Regions from separate parts of the Zea mays genome. Here region 1 is linked to region 2. The links are chromatin contacts, called in public Hi-C maps. All regions are on one chromosome and are shown on one strand. Each heading gives the region's core, a stretch centred on a gene start, on an enhancer-like site or on the middle of the called end of the contact. The rest is flanking DNA. Distances are from core to core; before and after follow the strand shown.

The links. Hi-C and Micro-C count contacts between places; a contact is called where the count stands out from the background.
Region 1: a Hi-C map of tassel shows a contact between it and region 2, with 2.1 times the contacts expected there. The contact joins the enhancer-like site here to the promoter of LOC100240698 in region 2. A contact is called at or near these places in 4 of 25 Hi-C or Micro-C datasets (endosperm, leaf and tassel).

The regions. Positions count from the first base shown.
Region 1 is chr4:30,015,892-30,019,319 of Zm-B73-REFERENCE-NAM-5.0, reverse strand. No RefSeq gene overlaps it. Among protein-coding and RNA genes, the nearest start is that of LOC103653005, 21 kb to the right of the region's middle. Within about 2 kb of position 1,854, at least 20 of the 20 cell types and tissues checked have an H3K27ac peak or open chromatin away from gene starts, as enhancers often do. A contact at or near this core is called in endosperm, leaf and tassel, where this site is marked.
Region 2 is chr4:29,949,378-29,952,807 of Zm-B73-REFERENCE-NAM-5.0, reverse strand. LOC100240698 reads left to right here and starts at 1,742. Exons shown (of 6, transcript NM_001144024.1): 1 at 1,742-1,948; 2 at 2,029-2,117; 3 at 2,768-2,823; 4 at 2,908-2,960; 5 at 3,383-3,430. The coding sequence starts at 2,081.

The sequences.
Region 1 (3,428 bases), core at 605-3,104, 66 kb before region 2:
ACGACTTACTGAACGAACAAAGATTATAAAATGACATAATTCCACCATACAGAGACCAAATAAGAGAAAGTTTGTGAGCTCAAGTTTCTAAAATAAGTCACATGAACTCAAACTTATAAAAAAGATGGATCAAAATATGGAGTGATTGTTAAAGTCAGGCACCAATAAAAACTGGATGTGCTCCATATAAATTATGCTACTTTGTAGCAATTATTAACGTTTAAAACCAACAAATAACCTTTCATTTTACTGTTAGTGTGACAAATCATTGTTGCTCCATCCAATTCAGCAACCTGAAACACCATGGAGTCCATTGCGCCAATATAGTCTCAGAAACGACCTAATGTTTGCAAGAGTCAAGAACGTCGTGACGTGCTTGGACTGTAGCCTCGACCCGACACAATTATATATTTTTATTTTAGAAAAAAGTATATATATATATACAATTTATATTTAATATTAAAAATATCTAAGCATGATGTTATATTGGTTAGACAGTCTCACCTAGTGTCTCCTGCCCTTGTTCTAGCTCGGCATGGGATCAAACCCCACCTTTTGCACCGTTTTTTACATTTTAAGCGTGCAATAGATTAATTTGAAATAGCTGTGAGAGGTTATTTATAAAAAAGATGACGTGGGACTAGTATGGTACCCATGCGTTGCAACGGAACATTGTAAACAAATCTACCATCGACTCTTTGTCCATCAAATATTAACATGTGTAGAATTTCGGCTCCGCAGTGCACATTTGCACTAAGGCTAACAGCAAGCAACCGCAACCACAAATCAACGTTGATCTAGAAACGCAATACAACAAGTAGTATGCAACTACGCAGGTCTACATGTTCGCAACAGTGCAACTGCAACCATTATGCAAATATGAAATATGCAATAATAGTGCAATATAATGCAATACAAGTATGCAAGCAACCGTATCCGTAAGTGATAATTAAATCGAGTTAAAACGTGATTCACCGGCACGCATGCGAGTCGAAACGACTCATGCACGATACATAACCCGGCTCTAAATTAAGACGTACGACACTAGTACTGGCTAACGTGTCAGTAGTACTAATGATGTGCCGTGTGTGTACGATTTTGTATTTTGCCAACCACCTCATCATACAAAATAATAAGTCGGAGTCGGAATCTCTTTGCACGGAAATCAACAGAATTTTGCAAGCATGCATGTGACGATGACTACTTCCTACATGTGATGATGATGACTACTGAGTGGCAGAGAGGTGTAGACAAAACGTTCCCTTTCGGACTACACATACATGTGATGCATGTGATGATATAACCTCTGCACATCGGGTAGTGATGCTAAGGGGTTGTTTGGTTTGAAGAGTCAATCCATTCTAGATGAAGTGTTGTGTCATAAGTTTATTTTATAAATTTATAGAGTATTTGGTTTGATGAATGAGCAGTCTATCATCTTCTCAATCCTTACTTTTTTGTTTGGTTTGTGGAATGAAATAAGTTGATGCATCACCACCTCATTTCTTATATTAGTTAGTTAGTACTAATATAAAAAATGAGATCATTACACTAGATTTGAGAAATGAATTCATCATGCACTAACTCATTTTGGATAGAGTGATTCATCAAACCAAACACTCGGTTAGTGAATGAACCCAGTCCTCGTATTAGTACTAATTATTAGTCTATGATGAATAAAATGATGATAAATCAACTCATTCTATTTCATAAACTAAACAAGAAAGTAAGGAGTGAGAAAATGATGTACGATACGAAAAAGAATAGGACGTCACAAATAGTTGGTGTATAGGCACCGGGCCCACAACTGCAAAACACGTTTATGATCGCTCGTGACGATCCTTTTCGCTGGTCAGTCCATGCATGTGCTTGCCAGCCCCTGCACGCTGCAGCCAAACCGAGTGGTACGGTGGTACCCTGTGGACGGCGACATGGTGTCGTCGTTGTTAGTGCCATGTATACTTATTTAAACAAGTGTGTGAATATGACGGGCTTTTCTAACTATAGAAGGCACATTGTTGAAAATCAAAAGGAAAACTAAATTAGTGCGGCGAATTTAGCCAAGAATATCATTAGGGTCATTACTCATTAGAGTCAACTTCTCTATATGATATAATATTTTTTCCAAATTTTACTGTGTTTTATTAAAGGATTTACAAATTTTGTCGTGGTCGGCTGATCCCGATAAACCCCTTAGATCAGACCCTGAGTGACATAATAGATATTCAATAATTAGTGACAAACCGAAATGTAGAAATGCTTGAAAGAAAAAAAAGTGTAACATAATAGATATATCCAACGACAGATATTGTGTCGATTGATGTCGACGTACATCGGTGTAGTGACGATTCGATGCAGGAAGATATTGAGCAGTTGTGTCGCACACACTCTCCAAAAATGTGTTTGCCCGTTCTTCACTCAAGCGAGTGTTTGCACGACAGTCGTTTCTGAAGGCTTGCTCTTGCGAGGTCCGTGCTCGTAGAGCTATGAAAATAGAGATGCATAAGCAAAGCCAGCAGCAAAACATAGAGGGGATAGGAGGGAGGTCTTCTAAGCAGGTTATTTGTGGTGGTGACTTGGTGCTCTGAGCAGAAGACGTGTCTGTCCCTTATAGGCACAGGAGGAGCTCGATTCACTAAATCTGGACGCCATCTAATGTGCTTTGATGATCATAAATCAACAATTATAGGTAACAATCACATTGATGGTCATCAATCTAGCAATTACAAGTAATTGTCACATCGATGATCATCAATTTGCAGCTTCAAGTAACAGTCAGGCCATTCAGATTGTTAGTTACTCCATTGATGACTCACCCGGTTATACTGCAAAGTAATCACAACACATAAAAACTGCACCATTTGTTTGTCTCGACATGACACACCCAAGCCCATGGTTCGGCCGAGCGAGCTTGCGTGTGGCACACCAATCTCCTTTTCCAACTTTATAGAAGGTGTGCACAAAGTACACCTTTTTTTGTTGGTTAACTTTTTCTTCTGCTAGCAATATAGGACTAAAGTCTCTTAATTCTCGAGCATTTACTATGGATAATAGAATATTATATGTATTAAGTGGTCTAGAACATTTAAATTCAACAATCCACACCAAATATTTTAAGGCACGTAAAGAATACTCTCAGATGTTCTGCTATTTTGATATACTAGTGTTTCGGTGGAGGCTATTAAGTTGAACATCCACCTAGGACTAAGGCTGCACTTATTCATAATTGAACAATGGACTATGTATTGAATTAACAATTTTGTGCCAACAAGCTTGTCCAAAGCTCTTAACTAATACTAGGTAGCAAAAGCATCCCCACGGTCTGAAGAATATAAGTCACACTTTCAGGCCTTTCATGAGTATCTAGAGATTACCCATATCCCATGGACTATAACTAGCAGTCGAACTTATATAGGTGTGTTCCTTAT
Region 2 (3,430 bases), core at 493-2,992:
ACAATAATGTATGGAAAGTTCTGGACATTCATGATTGAGCCGCCCAGACACTTGCTTCTTCCATTTCTTCTTTTCTAGAAACGGTCATAATCCGGGGCACTCGTGTCCAAAAATAAAGTTTGTCCACTAGAGATTATGTCGAAGAGAGTTACACTGTGATGTAAGGGGTCGTGCTATCTCTAGAGGGGAAAGGGACGGTGCATGTAGAAGGGGTATGCAAGTTGGTTTTTTAGTTGGGAGGCGAGGGTAGGCAACACAAGGGGTCTTGAAGTTGACATGATGGTGTGGTTGAGAACCAAAGAGGTTAGGGTTGCTATCACATTTCTTTGTTGGGCATATGGCATTTGATCTTGATCCTTTGTGTTTGTTACAAAAAATGTATTTACTGTGAGCTTACTACATCTTAGCCTATGGTGTGCTATTGTTGGCTTCCTTCGTGCATGACATTGTTGCTATCATTATGAAAAGGAAATAATTAGATGGTTTCATGCGTATGCATACATATAACATGTCTTTTGAAAGAATGGGTGAAGGCAGGGCCGGGCCAGTAAAATCTAAGGTCCTATACAAAATTCCGGAATATCAATCTATAAACTAGAACTATACTAATATAGGCTATAATAGTATGATAAAAATATTATATTAAGAGTTGTGTCTAGCTGTCTATTCAATTTTGTATTGTATAATTTTACTTGGATAGTATTATTCTTTAAAAATAAAATCTTGAACGATATTTACGTTTAAATGGAGATGTAGTCGTGATCAAAGACAAAGACACCATACAAACAACTGATTTGACTCATGAGAAGAAGATTTGCTTAGAGATTAGTTGATTTATTTTCCTTACTGAGCTAATTACTGAACTGTGTATTGATTAAACTATTGATGACTATTATTTTAGGGGCTTGGAGGATTGAGGCCCTGTTCGTGGGCACCGGCCGCACGTGCCTCCGTCCGGGCCTGATTTTTCCTTCATAACCCGAAACCATTTCATAACAGAAAAATGGTAGCTAAACAGATTCGATAGTAAGCTCCCACTGAAAATGGCGTCTAGCGAAGTAGATAACAAACTCTAGTAGTTGCTCTAGCCTACAGAGTGTGATTGCATGGTACTACTGCATGCAAGATCTTGCATCTTGGCAGTTTGAAGTGAGTTTTTTTTCCCGATCCATTGTAAGTGAGTTTTTTCCCGATTTATCATACTTGTCCTGATCAAAATTCTGCTCTTCTGTTTTGGCAGTTGTGTAGTACGAGACACGCTGAAGACTAGGGAACAAAAGCTGAGAATTATAGTTTTTCGGCCAAGAAATTCGCCGAAAAAATAGATATTTTTTAATATGTCCCATATTTAATTTTAATTTATGAAATTCGCCGAGAATTATAGTTTTTCGGCCAAGAAATTCGAAATTCGTTTTTAATGTAAAAAACCATACGCATTACAAACAAATCCTATCAGAACTTTAATTTTTTTAAACTCAATTATCATTTTTAGTAAAGATACCCAATTTCGTCACGGATTTCGGTAAAAAAAATCCGATTTTCGTTTTAAAAAACGTTAAAATGCAAATTGGTTGAGAAATTTGAAAGATCTTTTTGCTGAGCAAAAAAATACGAAGTAGAAAAAAACGAAATAGTTAACCCTTGTGGGACACAAAGGAAAACTGAAAACGAGGCGGAGTGGTGGCGGCCTGGCGGGACTTATCCGTGCAATTCATTCCAGTCCAGCGATCCAATCCAAAGAAGCCTCCTGCTGTCCACCTCATTCCCCATCCGTCCCCGTGGGAAGCGGGGCAAAGCGACGTACGCTACCCTTTGCGTGCGCGTAGCATTTAACCAAGCAACTCCCAATCCCCACTCCTCCCCCACCATTTCTTCCCTCTCGCCTTCCCCTCCGCCGGCAATCCCACGTCCAATCAGCCGCCGCTCCAGCCTTCCATCCATCCATCCCGTGAGCGCCTGCCGCCCTCCACCGTTTCTGTCGATTTCCCCGCGCCTCCTGACCCTACCCGATTGTTTTTTCTGTTCCAGGTAGCTGCTCTCTATTACGCCAGCGATCGAGAGACCAAGAGGAGCAGGAGCGATGGCGAGGAGCTCGTTCAAGCTGGAGCACCCCTTCGGTTCGTCCCTCCGATTCCTGATTCCCCCCTCCTCATCCGGGCTTCAGCTCTTGTTATTGGTCGTGCTAGGGTTTCGGTTGTTTGGCTGGTACTGGTAGATGGTACCCCGTGCGGACCTATCAATCAATCGATTCCTTGAATTTCCTAGGTTATATAAGCAAAGCTTTGTTGGGGGCGGGCGGGGGTTGGTCTGTTCTATCGTTTCGCGATCCTGTGATGGTTGGATACATGTTTTATTTTTGTTTGGGGGGGGGGGGGGCGTGGTGGGAATCTGCAGCTTTGATGGAGTGCTCGTGGTAATCTGCACTAGGCGATTCATAGGCTGTGGCACCCACAGTTTGCTGTGTTGTGTAGCAGCTTAACATGATCCGGCACAGTTCGTACCGACTCCAGCAACTAGTAAATTCCATCATTTGCATCTGGTGCTCTTCGTTGCTAAATTTTTCCGAACTCGTTCTCAAGCTGTAACTCCCCAGTTTACATTATCTTATCAGGTTTAGGCTGTACCTACATCCGCGGAATGGTTTGTCTGTTTCCTGTGCATGCCTTACCATTGCATGGTTCTTATTCAACACTTGGGGGTTATACAAATGTACCCTTTCGCCTTAAAATGTCTGAATTCTCATTATACCTATGTTCTATGTTTGTAGAAAGGAGGCAAGCTGAGGCTAACCGCATCAGGGAGAAGTACCCCGATAGAATTCCTGTAAGCCTTAAGTAATTGTTATCCATGCCCTCTGATCATTTTCCACGATATAGCTTTTGTTCTCATCCAAATCGGGTAATGTAGGTCATTGTTGAGAAGGCCGAGAGGAGTGACATCCCAGACATCGACAAGAAAAAGTCAGTTCCGAACCATTTCAAGATTATTTCAATTGCATTTCTTGACTTTTATGGTTTTTCCTGACATTGCAATTTTTTTCCCTGTACTTCTGAAAGTAGTTTTACCGATTGTCGTCGTCGACTTTGTCAAACTCTTCATAATGCAAAACTGCTGGATGTAGGCATTATCCCTTGTGCAGTTGTGCCAATCATGCCTTTGAAGTTGTTTATCTCTACTCCCAACCAAGAGTCTGTTGTCTGTTCCTTGTGCAAGTTGCCATCTAGAGATTGATTGTTTGCTGCATTAGCGTATCCCTTGGCCCTTGCTTCTACCATCTTCCAGCATTAACCAATTCAGAAGGAACTCTTGCTTATCGGTACAAGCCAAGACCAGCTTGCAGCATCTGTGTGCCTCCAAGTAACATGCGATTGCTTGCATGCAGGTACCTTGTCCCCGCCGACCTCACAGTGGGACAGTTTGTGTACGTGGT